4 separate regions of the Mus musculus genome follow, and all the other regions are linked to region 2. The links are chromatin contacts, called in public ChIA-PET and promoter capture Hi-C maps. All regions are on one chromosome and are shown on one strand. Each heading gives the region's core, a stretch centred on a gene start, on an enhancer-like site or on the middle of the called end of the contact. The rest is flanking DNA. Distances are from core to core; before and after follow the strand shown. Region 1 holds the start of Atl1 (atlastin GTPase 1). Region 2 holds the start of Vcpkmt (valosin containing protein lysine (K) methyltransferase). Region 3 holds the start of Klhdc1 (kelch domain containing 1). Region 4 overlaps Klhdc1 (kelch domain containing 1).

Evidence for each region. Promoter capture Hi-C pulls out the DNA fragments that hold promoters and counts their contacts. ChIA-PET counts read pairs in DNA pulled down with a chosen protein or histone mark. Capture Hi-C pulls out chosen DNA fragments and counts their contacts.
Region 1: a promoter capture Hi-C map of embryonic stem cells shows a contact between it and region 2. The contact joins the promoter of Atl1 here to the promoter of Vcpkmt in region 2. A contact is called at or near these places in 21 of 39 promoter capture datasets (the 3T3-L1 cell line, 3T3-L1-derived adipocytes, the C10 cell line and 13 more), 11 of 484 Hi-C or Micro-C datasets (the G1E-ER4 cell line, cerebral cortex, cortical neurons and 3 more), 3 of 115 datasets of contacts at active chromatin or transcription factors (embryonic stem cells, memory CD8 T cells and pancreatic cancer cells) and 2 of 9 other capture datasets (adipose tissue and liver).
Region 3: a contact with region 2 is called in a promoter capture Hi-C map of liver. The contact joins the promoter of Klhdc1 here to the promoter of Vcpkmt in region 2. A contact is called at or near these places in 17 of 39 promoter capture datasets (the C10 cell line, the HPC-7 cell line, cranial neural crest and 10 more), 1 of 484 Hi-C or Micro-C datasets (bone marrow-derived macrophages), 10 of 115 datasets of contacts at active chromatin or transcription factors (astrocytes, bone marrow-derived macrophages, effector CD8 T cells and 4 more) and 4 of 9 other capture datasets (adipose tissue, embryonic stem cells, liver and 1 more).
Region 4: an RNA polymerase II ChIA-PET map of memory CD8 T cells shows a contact between it and region 2, with 105 read pairs. The contact joins the enhancer-like site here to the promoter of Vcpkmt in region 2. A contact is called at or near these places in 17 of 39 promoter capture datasets (the C10 cell line, the HPC-7 cell line, cranial neural crest and 11 more), 1 of 484 Hi-C or Micro-C datasets (bone marrow-derived macrophages), 4 of 115 datasets of contacts at active chromatin or transcription factors (bone marrow-derived macrophages, effector CD8 T cells, large pre-B cells and 1 more) and 4 of 9 other capture datasets (adipose tissue, embryonic stem cells, liver and 1 more).

What each region holds. Positions count from the first base shown.
Region 1 is chr12:69,891,714-69,894,603 of GRCm38.p6, reverse strand. Atl1 (atlastin GTPase 1) reads right to left here and starts at 1,499. Exons shown (of 15, transcript NM_178628.5): 1 at 1,260-1,499. Map4k5 (mitogen-activated protein kinase kinase kinase kinase 5) reads left to right here and starts at 1,441. Exons shown (of 32, transcript NM_201519.2): 1 at 1,441-1,951. The coding sequence starts at 1,844.
Region 2 is chr12:69,581,595-69,584,366 of GRCm38.p6, reverse strand. It overlaps Vcpkmt (valosin containing protein lysine (K) methyltransferase), which reads left to right and starts at 1,350. Exons shown (of 6, transcript NM_001033236.3): 1 at 1,350-1,646; 2 at 1,737-1,847; 3 at 2,022-2,091. The coding sequence starts at 1,381. Sos2 (SOS Ras/Rho guanine nucleotide exchange factor 2) reads left to right here. Exons shown (of 23, transcript NM_001135559.1): 23 at 1-606.
Region 3 is chr12:69,240,488-69,243,187 of GRCm38.p6, reverse strand. It overlaps Klhdc1 (kelch domain containing 1), which reads right to left and starts at 1,356. Exons shown (of 13, transcript NM_178253.5): 1 at 1,175-1,356. The coding sequence starts at 1,270.
Region 4 is chr12:69,256,297-69,259,287 of GRCm38.p6, reverse strand. It overlaps Klhdc1 (kelch domain containing 1), which reads right to left. Exons shown (of 13, transcript NM_178253.5): 7 at 1,182-1,265; 8 at 661-719. Among named protein-coding and RNA genes, the nearest start is that of Klhdc1, 16 kb to the right of the region's middle. Within about 2 kb of position 1,252, at least 52 of the 459 cell types and tissues checked have an H3K27ac peak or open chromatin away from gene starts, as enhancers often do. A contact at or near this core is called in effector CD8 T cells, memory CD8 T cells and pre-B cells, where this site is marked.

The sequences.
Region 1 (2,890 bases), core at 250-2,749, 310 kb before region 2:
ACAGTAAACAAGTACTAAGATACCAATAGAACACTTGAAGAGATTTTGAGTCATCGAAGCCAAAAATATGTGCCCACCAAAACAAGTGCCAAGAAGATTTCAAAGAAGGAACTGTTCTTCAACCATTTTTTTTTTCAGTGCAGCACACACACAGGCTTTGTCCCTGGGGCATGTAAGTCTGGGCTTACTTATGTTCCCTAAATAAGTGCTCTTTGTGTGTGGATCACGAGAAAATGCATACAGTCTCTGTTCCGTTAAGGTGTTAATTTAATTTCTTCATTTATTAGCTATAAGAAGTTATTTCTCAAAACAGAATTAGAGTGTGTCTGGAGTCACGTGTCATCTGAAATTTGTTCTGTTGTCGTTTTTTTTTCTAGTTTTTTCAATTTTCTTACATTTTTATTTAATTTTGTGTTTTGCCTGCATGTACAGCTGTGCACCATATGCATATGTGGTGCCTACACAGGCCAGAAGAGGGCGTTGGCCCTCCCTCCCAGCCCACTCTGGATCCCAAGTTGGAGTTAATGAGGAGTGGGCCGCCACGCAGGTGCTGGGAATCAACCTCTGAGCTGCAGCCGGTGCTGCTAACAATTGGGCCATCTTTCCAGTCCTTATCTGGTTTTCCAACTGAAAATCTCTGTAAGACTCTAGAAGTAACTTTACCAGTATACATAAAATTGGCAACTTCATTTCTACCTTAAGAACAAGACTGGAACTCAAATTACAAAAGAGATTGAAACATTAACCAAATCACTTCTCATAACTCCTGCCCAATATTTTGGGCATTGTTAGTTAGGCCTCTTACATTTTAAAGCCTCTTACATTTTACACTCCTCTTTACAATGCTGTAAAAATGGTTTACAAACATTTCTCGGGTGTCAAATGCAAAACCTATCCTCTTCCAGCTACAGATAAGGACACTGGGATGTTGCCACGTATGCCTTGTCCCAGATCACCTACTTTGGAAGCAGAATCAGACAAAGGTCCCTAGCTTTGCTTTAGCATCTCTAAAACTCCTCCCATTAACACTTGCAATATTGCGGTGATGCCCAGAGACCACAGAAACTTCGAAAGGAATTGGGGTTTTCAAAAATGGCTCTGGGAAACCCTGGTGGAAGACAGGTTCTGCAGGTGTGCGGTCCAGCCTCGGAACTGGTACCACCGGGAACAGTGTGTGGAACAGGACGGTGCAGTCGGGTGTGCCGGCATTTAGTTAACCCGGCACTCCCCCACCTCCTGCCCGGGCGGCCTCAGTTTACCTGTACCGAAAGGAAGCAGAAGGCAGCGCTCCGGAGGCCTGCGGACAGACCCTCCTCCTCTAGTCCGCCGGCCACTGGGCGAATCCTGGCCGAGGCTGGGCGGGTCAGACGCCGCACGAACGCCTCCGGCGCCCCGCAAGCAGCTGGGAGGCGGGGCGCGGCGGCGTCCAGGGTGTTGTGCACTCGGCGGGCCTCAGGGCGGCAGTCTGGGCCCGCGGCCTGCGTTCTCGGGCGGGCCAGGCTCGATCCGCGCCGGCCGCGAACGTGTCTCCCGGTGACGCAGCCGCGGGTGGGGAACGTGGTGCGGCGGCGACTGTGCGCACGGCCGTCTCGGAGAAGACGCGGGTCTCCGACGCCGGCGCTCGGCCAAGAACGGACGGCCTCTCGGGTACGGCCGGCGCGGGGCCTGGCGGGACCGACGAGGCCCGGAGGCTGCCGGGGTTGCGCCCCGTGACGCCCCCCGCGCTCGCTCTCGCCGGTGCAGGCGCAGCTGCGAGCCGAGGCTCCATGTTGGGAAGCGCCGCGCGCCCTCGTTAGCGGGAGACGGCTGCGGCGGGCAGAGCCCCGGACTGGGCGCAGCGAAGATGGAGGCCCCGCTGAGGCCTGCCGCCGACATCCTGAGACGGAACCCGCAGCACGACTACGAGCTGGTGCAGAGGGTCGGCAGCGGCACCTACGGGGACGTGTACAAGGTGAGGCCCCGGCCCGGCCTGCGAACGTGGGGCACCCCCGGGATGCGCCGGACCACAGCGTCCGGCCAGGAAGCGGCCCGGAGCCCGCCGCACCGTTCCGAGCACCCTGGGTTCCCCATCGGTTCTAAGGCTAGCGACCGGCAGACTTAACCGCACCTTCCAGACCACGGCTGAGCTTTTTTTGTGGTTTTAAGGCGTATTTATGGTATTGAAGTTATTCCGGAGGATGGTTTGGTGTTGATGTGGGGGGAAAATGCTTCGCGGAAGGCGGTAGATAGGAAAGAGTATTGTAAATCTAGACCTTTGCGTCCTGTACTGGTTTGGGTGAACTTGCCTTGAAAAAAATCTCTGTGGAACCGGACTCTAAATTGTCAACTGTAAGTAATCTGGTTCTGGAGTAAAAGGATTTGTGTGTAAACATGACAGCCTGTAGGAAGATGTCTTTGGGGACCGGTGAGGTGGCTCAGGGTGTTAAAGGCCCTTAGAGCCAAACCTTACTTAGGACCCCAGAACGGTCCCCGGATTCTCTTGGTGGAAGCACGGATCCCCCACACATACACACTCACACACTCCCAGGAAATAAACAAAGTGTAATGAAATTTAAACATATTTAGAGGAAGACCTTTGTCACCTGGCAGAAGTTTAGGCATTTTGTATCTGGTTGATAATAATGAATATAACTTATGGGGTTTTCCTACTAAACTAATTCCTCTCTATGGGATTTATAGCATTCCATAATCATGAGTGGATAATTACTGCTACCCTTTTTACTGGTCTCTTATATTAAGACAAATAATAATAAATTTGTAATCTGCCGTTACACAACAACAAAAAACATGCCATAGCAAAGCAAACCGATTTCTTAAGTCTGCTAAGTTTTTGAAGGGTTCAGAGGAAAACACTGTCCAATATTCCCTCATGGCTTTTGTTCTTTGTCCC
Region 2 (2,772 bases), core at 101-2,600:
AGTTCTACATAACCTGATTATAGAAGAAGGGCATGTGTTCATTAAGATGTGCCTTTTGTTTTGCAGTGTATGGTGTTTAGCTAATCATTGTTTAGCTAATGATTTGCCTATTATTTGGGAAGACAAAATTAATATGCCATATATGTACAGTTTATTTATATTGTATATATTTAAAGATAATGCTAATAACCTCTATAAATGTAAGTGACTTGAGGCCTATAATACAATCTGCTATTTGACTAATTTGTAAGTCTGGAACAAAAGTGTCTTATGGCATAAGAACCAACTGCCATTGTCAAACCTATTAACTGTCTTTAATCTCGTGTTAACTGAAATTTTTGAAAAGTTTTTCCAGATTAGTAATATTTAAACAGAAAATACTTTAAAAAGCTTTATTAAATTTTTTAATCAGGATAAAGCTTTGCCATTTGGATACTATCATTCAAAGTGATCAAGGTATGTATGTTATGCTGATAGTGCAGTAGCAGCCATTGTAAAGTAGCCAAAAGCCACGTTGTTTATCTACTGGTCTGTGGCCTTTTACTGTGCTTTGTATCAGAGTTCTTAACAAGATTAATAAATCACCTCAGTCTTAATTTGTAAAAGATTTGCAATATTGTTTTTCATCACAAAGAGCAAGGAGAAGCTGGGAATAGTGGTGAGCACCTGTAATCGCAGAACTTGGGAGGTTAGACGGAAGCATCTGGACTTAAAGGCGACTCGACTACGTGAAGAGTATGAAGAGTTTGAACCTACTTGGGATACAGGAGGCCATCCTGAAAACAAAAAAACAAAAAACAACAAAGCTGAAAAAAATCTAGAAGAACGAATAGCTATCATCTGTTTATTACGTGTGTGTGTGTGTGTGTGTGTGTGTGTGTGTGTGTGTGTGTTCATACTAGAGATCCAATGTGACAGGCCAACCTGCAGGTCTCTCCTTCTACTATGTGAGTCCTTGGTCTTGCTGGCCATCTTTTGGCCCCGTGGGATGTAAAAGGACTAACTTTTCTTTACCATTAAAAGCAAGTAGCACGTTCCCAGCCACCACGTTTATGCATTCATATGAAAAGGAAGCACAGTAGGAAAACTTCTTGAATATAACCATTTTTAGATAGGACCTGGGTAGCTGCCTAGATCTATCGCCAGCGGCTCTGTGTGAGCCGTTCTCCAGCTATGTATAAGCACTGTCGGTCGCTTTGCTTCTTAAAGTGCCTATCATTGTAGCAGCAGCTGGGCCACTCCTGGGTAGGTTCTGCTGCTTCCTGCGGACTTTGAGAGTCACGCATGCGCCTTGGGCAGCCGCCCTGCCGCTGGGAGGTACGGGTGCTGCGTGGGCGTGACGTTACCGCGTGCCGCAGCCTGCGGCGGGCCGGGGCAGGGATGGCGGCCGCCGTGGAGCCGGAGGTGGAGGACCCGCTGTGGAGCTTTGTGCGGGTTCTGGAGAAGCGGGATGGGACAGTGCTTCGGCTGCAGCAGTACGGCTCCGGGGGCGTGGGTTGCGTTGTGTGGGACGCCGCCATCGTCCTTTCCAAATACCTGGAGACGCCGGGGTTTTCTGGCGACGGGGCCCACGCGCTGAGTCGGCGCTCGGTGCTGGAGCTGGGCTCCGGCACGGGGGCCGTGGGGCTCATGGCTGCGACCCTCGGGTAAGAGCTGGCGGGAAGGCGCTGGTCGCCCAGCATCAGGTCACCGGCGTGCAGCCTTGCGCCTGTACCTCAACGAGGTTGTTTTTTTAGGGCAGATGTTATAGTCACTGATCTTGAAGAGCTGCAGGACTTGCTGAAAATGAATATTGATATGAACAAGCATCTTGTGACTGGTTCTGTTCAAGCCAAGGTACTGAAATGGTTTGTATGGCCTTTCAGCTTGTTTTTAAGATAATCGATCGCTTACATGGGCTTTAAATTGCATTTTACACAACGCTTGCTTAATATGAGGGGAGCCTTCTGCTTCTCGTTTCTAAAATGAACACTTTAAATCGTCAGAGCATCAGTTAAAGACATACGTTTGACATTTTTAAGGGGTGAAGACATAGAAGACTTGATGTCACCAGACTACATATTGATGGCAGACTGTATATACTATGAGGAGGTGAGTAGTGGTCGAACTGGTGTGTCCGAAAGCCCACAGCTCTCCGTGGTTTAACACCTCCAGGTGTGGGATATTTGTTCTATAGATGATGAGGCAGTAAAGAGAAGTTAAACTATCAAAGGCAACACATTCGCACAATTCAGGATAGGCATACAGGCCTGCCTGTGCGAGGTGGTTGAGAAAACTTGCGTGCATTCTACTGGAGACTTTTTGGAAAAATTTAAAAGGATTTTCCGATTTGCATATATTCTAGAAAACTAAGATACCTTCTGTTTGTTTGTCTGTTTGTTCATTTGTTTTTCTTTTCCCATTGACTGCTAACTGTGACTTTGGAAATTAATTAAAATGCAGGTTGGCTCACTCCTAGAATCCTAGCACTCACAATTGCCATGAATGCTAGGCCAGCACAGAGTGAGACGCTCCAAAATTAGTTATTCTCAGTGACAACATTTTATTAGACTTGTGGAATGATTTTCTTCCCATATCAGTTTATGCAGTATTGGACAGTATTTAGTTTTAAGTTGATGCCTTGAGCCAACTGATGATCAAAAGGGTCAGCAGTTAAGAGCACACACAGTTCTTCCAGAGGATCCAAGTTCAGTTCCCAGTACCCACATCAGGCAGTTCACAGCCACCTGTAACTCCAGCTCCAGGAAGATCAATTCTTCTGGCCCTGCAGGC
Region 3 (2,700 bases), core at 107-2,606, 340 kb after region 2:
ATCCGAGCCTGACCTGGGCTACACATGAAATTCCAGGCCAGGCAGTGTGAGCTGCAGTCTGAGATCCTGTCTCAAATAATTAACAAAGCAAAATAAAGCTCCAGAATGCAGCCCCCAGTGTCACATGACCACTGAAGGGTCAATGCCTTTCTTTATAAAATGAAGATGTGGGGCACGAGAGATGGCTCTGTAGTTAAAAGCACTGGTTGCTCTTGCAGAGGACCTGGGTTAGATTCCCAGCACAATCTGTAATGCCAGCTCCTAACACCCTCTTCTGACCTCCATGGATACAGGATGCATATATATATACACACACATACATATATACATACACACACATGTATATATGCAAAACATTCATGTACATAAAATAAATTTTAAAAATTAACATTACAGATTAGACCCTAGTCGATAATCCCATATGATTAGGACATACCAGATATAGTTGGCACACAAAAAACCAATTTTTCTTTTTTTCTTTTTTACTTATACTGCACTAAATTAGGAATAAGCACACAAAACAACAAAACCCACTCGGACCTGATAATTCTTAACACACACAGTATGCACTTTATTTCGTTGTGTTACAGGTCTGTCATTTAAGGGCACTGAGGAGGTCAGAAGATGTTATCTTCTATTTGCAGAAGAGATTCCGTAGGGCTTATTTTCTAATCTGTAAACAAACGGGGTGGGCAGGTACACCTGAATTATTTTTCCAACTCGATAATCCTTGTTATCATCCTACGATCATAGAAACAAAACAAACACACATTCCAACCGCCATGGCAATACGAATTTTCAGCCACAAAACTCTGTGGTGGAGTGTTGCGAATACGAATCTATTTTGAGACTCCAGAGGTACTTAATTAGCAAAGAAATGCCACTAAAAATAGCTGATAAATTTAACTGCTTGGTGACTTCCGTATTTTGAGTAGCACGGTGGCAATGATACCAAACAACGCGGCACGACGTTCTGGGGTCCTCTCCAGTCCTGAGCCACGGAGGCTGGAGGGGTCACGCACCCCGAAACCCCGTTTTGTGGCTTTGGGAGCGGGAGCGATGTGGGCAGCACGGCAGGCGGCTCGCCTGGGAGCCTGTGGGAGTGCTGCGTCGCCGGCCGTCATCCCCCTGCCTCCGCTCCCGCGCCGCCCCAGCGCCCGCCCCTTCCCCTTACCACGTAGCCCCCCCACACGTAGAGGAAGTGTCCGTCCACCACTGCGCAGTGGCCGCTGCGCTCCTCGGCCACGCAGAACGCCTGCGGGTCCGCCATCCGCCCTCCGGGGCCCAGCCAGCTCGGCGCCCGCTCGCACGCGCGAACGGAACGCGAGGAGGGTCCAGATTGGCGGAGGCGGAACCGAGGAACCTGCGCGTCTGCGCGGCCACCGCCCCGGACCGGGGCCTGGCCGCTCCCGGGAGCACCGGGCGCTGCGAAGACACTGCAAACCTCTCCCTGAAGCCTCTCTGCAGCCACTGTCTGGGCTTCTTAGGGCTCTATTAATCAAGAATGGTTTCTCATGAACTTACTTTATGTATGTGAGTGTTCTGCTTGTATGTATGTATGTATGTATGTATGTATGTATGTATGTATGTATGGTGTACATCCTGGACCTGGAATTATGGGCAATTGTGAAATGTGGCTGCTGGGAATCAAACCTGGGTCCACTGCAAGAACAAATGCTCTTAACCTCTGAGCCATCTCTCCAGCTCCATGGTGTTCATTTGGAAAGTGAGCTTTCTTTTTCTTCTTCTTCTCACAACTGTACAAAGTATTGGGTTTATGAACCCCAACTGGGCCAGCTTATTGACCTGAGCATCCTCCTGGCTGTGTGTGTGTGAGAGAGATCATTTTTTAACACGAGCAGTGCTCCAATGCCAGTTCTGCTTCAGCCTCGGTAATACATGGTTTCAAGACGCATATGAGGTTTTTTTGCTTTTGTAGGGCCTGGGTGTCCCTGGTTTTCTTCACGTGTACTTCCGTGCTAATCGCTGTAGAAGGTGTTGGTACCTGAGGCACTGAGTGTTCTATTATTTCTTCGTGGTGATATTATGTGGGAACACAGGCACAATTCCCCTTTTCTAAACACGAAAGGAAACATTATTGTCTTGCATCTTTCATTTCCCACTTGTATACATTTTCTCTGGGGAGAGGAGCGAACCTCAAGTCTTCCTTGAAGAACCAATGATTTTAATTACAGTTACATGAGCATAGCTATTCCACTGAATAAAATGTCTCTGCCTAGCAACTGTTAACTGCCTACAAAAGCTGGGGGTGGGAGCTTGAAACACCCCCCCCCCTTCCTTGCAACTGTTAACTGCCTTTAAAACCACGGAGGGCAGGGAGCCCCTCCCCCAACCCTAAATCGCGGTGATAATTCTACAACCCACCACCTCTTGCCATCTGCCCCTCCACCTTCCACGATGGTCCCTGAGGCTTGGGTAGGATGCCCCTCTAGGGCTGGACATTCAATAGCACTTTTAACCAGTTGTCTCTACAGTAACGACTGCCCATTTAAAAACAGAAACCTCATTGACCAAAGATGACAACTACACTAGTGGACGGGTATAAAGACAACTATTTAGAAGGCAATTTGACAGACACATAGAACTTAGCAAAAGAGCAGCAGCTTTCAAAAATCTATGGTCTTCCCCCAGCCATGGGCTTTTGACCGGGTTTACAGAACACGGCACCAATTCCCCTCT
Region 4 (2,991 bases), core at 3-2,502, 320 kb after region 2:
CCCAGCACCCAAGAGGCTGAAATAAGACCATGCATTTGAGGCTAGCCTGGGCTACACAGTGACTTCAAAATCAGCTGGAGCTATATACAGAATTTTTGCTAGGAAAGAAAGGAAGAGGAGAGGGGGAGGGAAAGAGAAATAGGAAGTAGGAATGGAAGAAGAAAGGAAGGAGAGGGAAGGAAAGGGGAAGGGGAAGGGAAATAGTTCAGTTATAAATGATGCTCAGAGTTGCTCAGTAGACCAGACTGGCCTCAGACTCATGGGGTCTGCCTGGCTCTGCCTCCCGAGTGCTGGGAGAAAGGCATGCCCTGCTGCACTGCTCCACTATGTATATCCAGCATACTGTAGATCTCCTCCTCAGGAAAACTTCTTCTACCACGTGTGCTGTCACTTTTACTTGAAAGGCTGTGGCAAGACAACCAGAGTTCAAGGCCAGCCTGGGCTACTCAGTGAGATTCTGTTTTGAAAGGAAGGAAGGAAGGAAGGAAGGAAGAAAGGAAGGAAGGAAGGAAGAAAATTTAAATTTCATATTTCTTGTTTAGATATATAACCCAAAGAAAAAATATCAACTCAGTCTTAGAGACCCAGGCTTGGATTATGACAGATTGCACACCAGCCCACACCCAGCCCTACAAACTGGAACCCAGATCTGAGACTGACCTTCCAGACCAGACCCAGGTGTCTAGGTTTAGATAGTGTAGGTCATTCATCCTGGTTTGCTGAAATAAAAGCAGGATAATTGGACAGGGTTTTAACTCTTTCATGGAATAAAACGTTAGCTCTAAAGCAAGCTCAGATCAAGCACAGATTGCCCTATTCTTTCTATTTGGCCCTGGAAACTTAGCACTGAACATCAATTCTAAGCATCAAGAAAATCAACATGGAACTTCCCGGGGTCAGCAGGAAAGGAGATGGATTTAAACTAAAAGAGCTTGGATGGTAGGAATTAAACATTCCTGACACTGCACTCAAGTGAAGGGCTTTCCACACTAAAATGTGATTAAAAAACATCTGCGGCAGCATGCGGAGGGTCTCTTTCGGAAAACAGGAGATAAATAAAACTCAGTCCTGTGTGTAGCTTAATCTCTGGGCAAGTTGCATGTTCAGCTGCTCCACAGAATCAGACACAAGCGTTTATAAACATCACCCATGAGAATACCATTTCCATTGAAAACACTGACCAAAACACGTCCGCCAAAGACGTAACCCTTATTTCCCAGAACTGCACATGAGTGCGCGGCTCGTGGCTGTGGTGGAACTCCACCCTGCAAGCAGAGATCAGAACAGAAGACAGACTTGAAACGGCCGTACCAGCCACATCCTGTGCCATAACCACAAATAGCTTCTTTAAGAAAAGACGCACCCCTCCGCCCTGAAATGCCCACTACCCAACAAAATCAATGTGCAGAAAGTTCATCCAGAAATATAAAAATCTTAAATAAATTAAAACATTTTCATCTCCTCTCCCCTCCCCTCACACTATAGATCTAATATTGCATCTCAGAGACTCTAAGAATTTACTAATGGCCCCCCAAATTCTCAAATTCACAAAACAGCTTCGCTGACAGTTTAAGGCAAACCCAAGAAGCCCTTCTTTCCTAGACAAAAGCCTACTTGCATTTTGGAAGTTGGTTTACTTTTGGTGTTGTTGTTTTGGTTTGTTTGTATGTTTGTTTCCTATTTCCTAAAATTCTTAGAATAAAAAACTCCTTTCTACTTTGTCTTGAATGAAGTTCTGATGTTTCGGTCTCACTTGAATAACTGAAATCTAGTTGGTAATAATGAACTAAGCTTTGCCTCTGTAATAGTTAAATTAAGAGAAAACCATTTTTTTTAAAAGGTTGATTCCTAGGGCTGAGGGATGCTCAGTGGTCAGGAGCACTGGTCGCTCGCTCCTGCAGAGGCTGCAGAGGGCCGGGTTCGGTTCCCATCACCCACATATCAGCTCACAACCTCCTTTAACTCCAGTTCCAGGGAATCCAGCCTCCTTGGACAATACACACACATGTTGCCCATACATACCTGCAGGCAAAACACCCAAACACATAACATAAAAACAAATCTTTAAAAGATGCTGATTCTGTTTGCTTTCTACTGTTTACACAAATCTGAATTTGTGTTTGATTTCTAACAAATAAAATAATATTGATAATGTATTTTACCATGTTAGAATTGCATGTAGCTCATATAAAAACACAAGTGTTGGGTCTGGGATACAGCTCAGTGAGAGTGCTAGGCCAGTTCTTACAAGGCTGCTGGTTTGATCTCAGGATTGGAGAGGGGGGGGTGGAGGGGGGAAAGAAAGGAGGAAAGAAGGAAGGAAAGAAGGAAGGAAGGAAAGAAGGAAGGAAGGAAGGAAGGAAGGAAGGAAGGAAGGAAGGCTGGCTGGCTCACGGACTCTGTTTTAAAAGAATTTTAAAAATAACTCTGATAATTCACACAGACACTGACAGGTAAAGAATGATCCTCTAGCTCATGCCTGTAATACCAGCGCCAGGGAGGTAGAGGCAGAAGTTCAAGGCTAGCCTACCTAAGCTACATGAGACTCTTTCTCAAAAATGAAAAGAACAATAATGACTCCTCTTTAAAATACTTTTTTTAGAACATATTATTTGTAGGATACATGGCTAGAAAAACAGTCGTTGCTAGCAGTTTTTAAGGGAGCTTCTTCAGCTGAGCGTGGTGGCAACAGCTGTAACCTAGCACCTGGGAGGGAGAAGTTGGGAGGCTGCAAGTGTGACTGATGCCAGAGTAGTCTACATAGCGAGACCCTCTCAAAATGCAAGGAGAGAGGAGGGGGGAGAGACGGAGAGCCATTTTTACATGCAACTGCAACCCCAATTAAAATCAAGTTAAGTTAGAAAGAAAAGAGGTTTTGTAATATCAGTTAATATAGAAATAACATTCTCACCTTCAGAAACAGAAAAGAGTTGATTAAGAAAGGGAAAGCTGGCGAGATGGGCGGGAGGGCTGGGGATGGGGGAAGGGCTT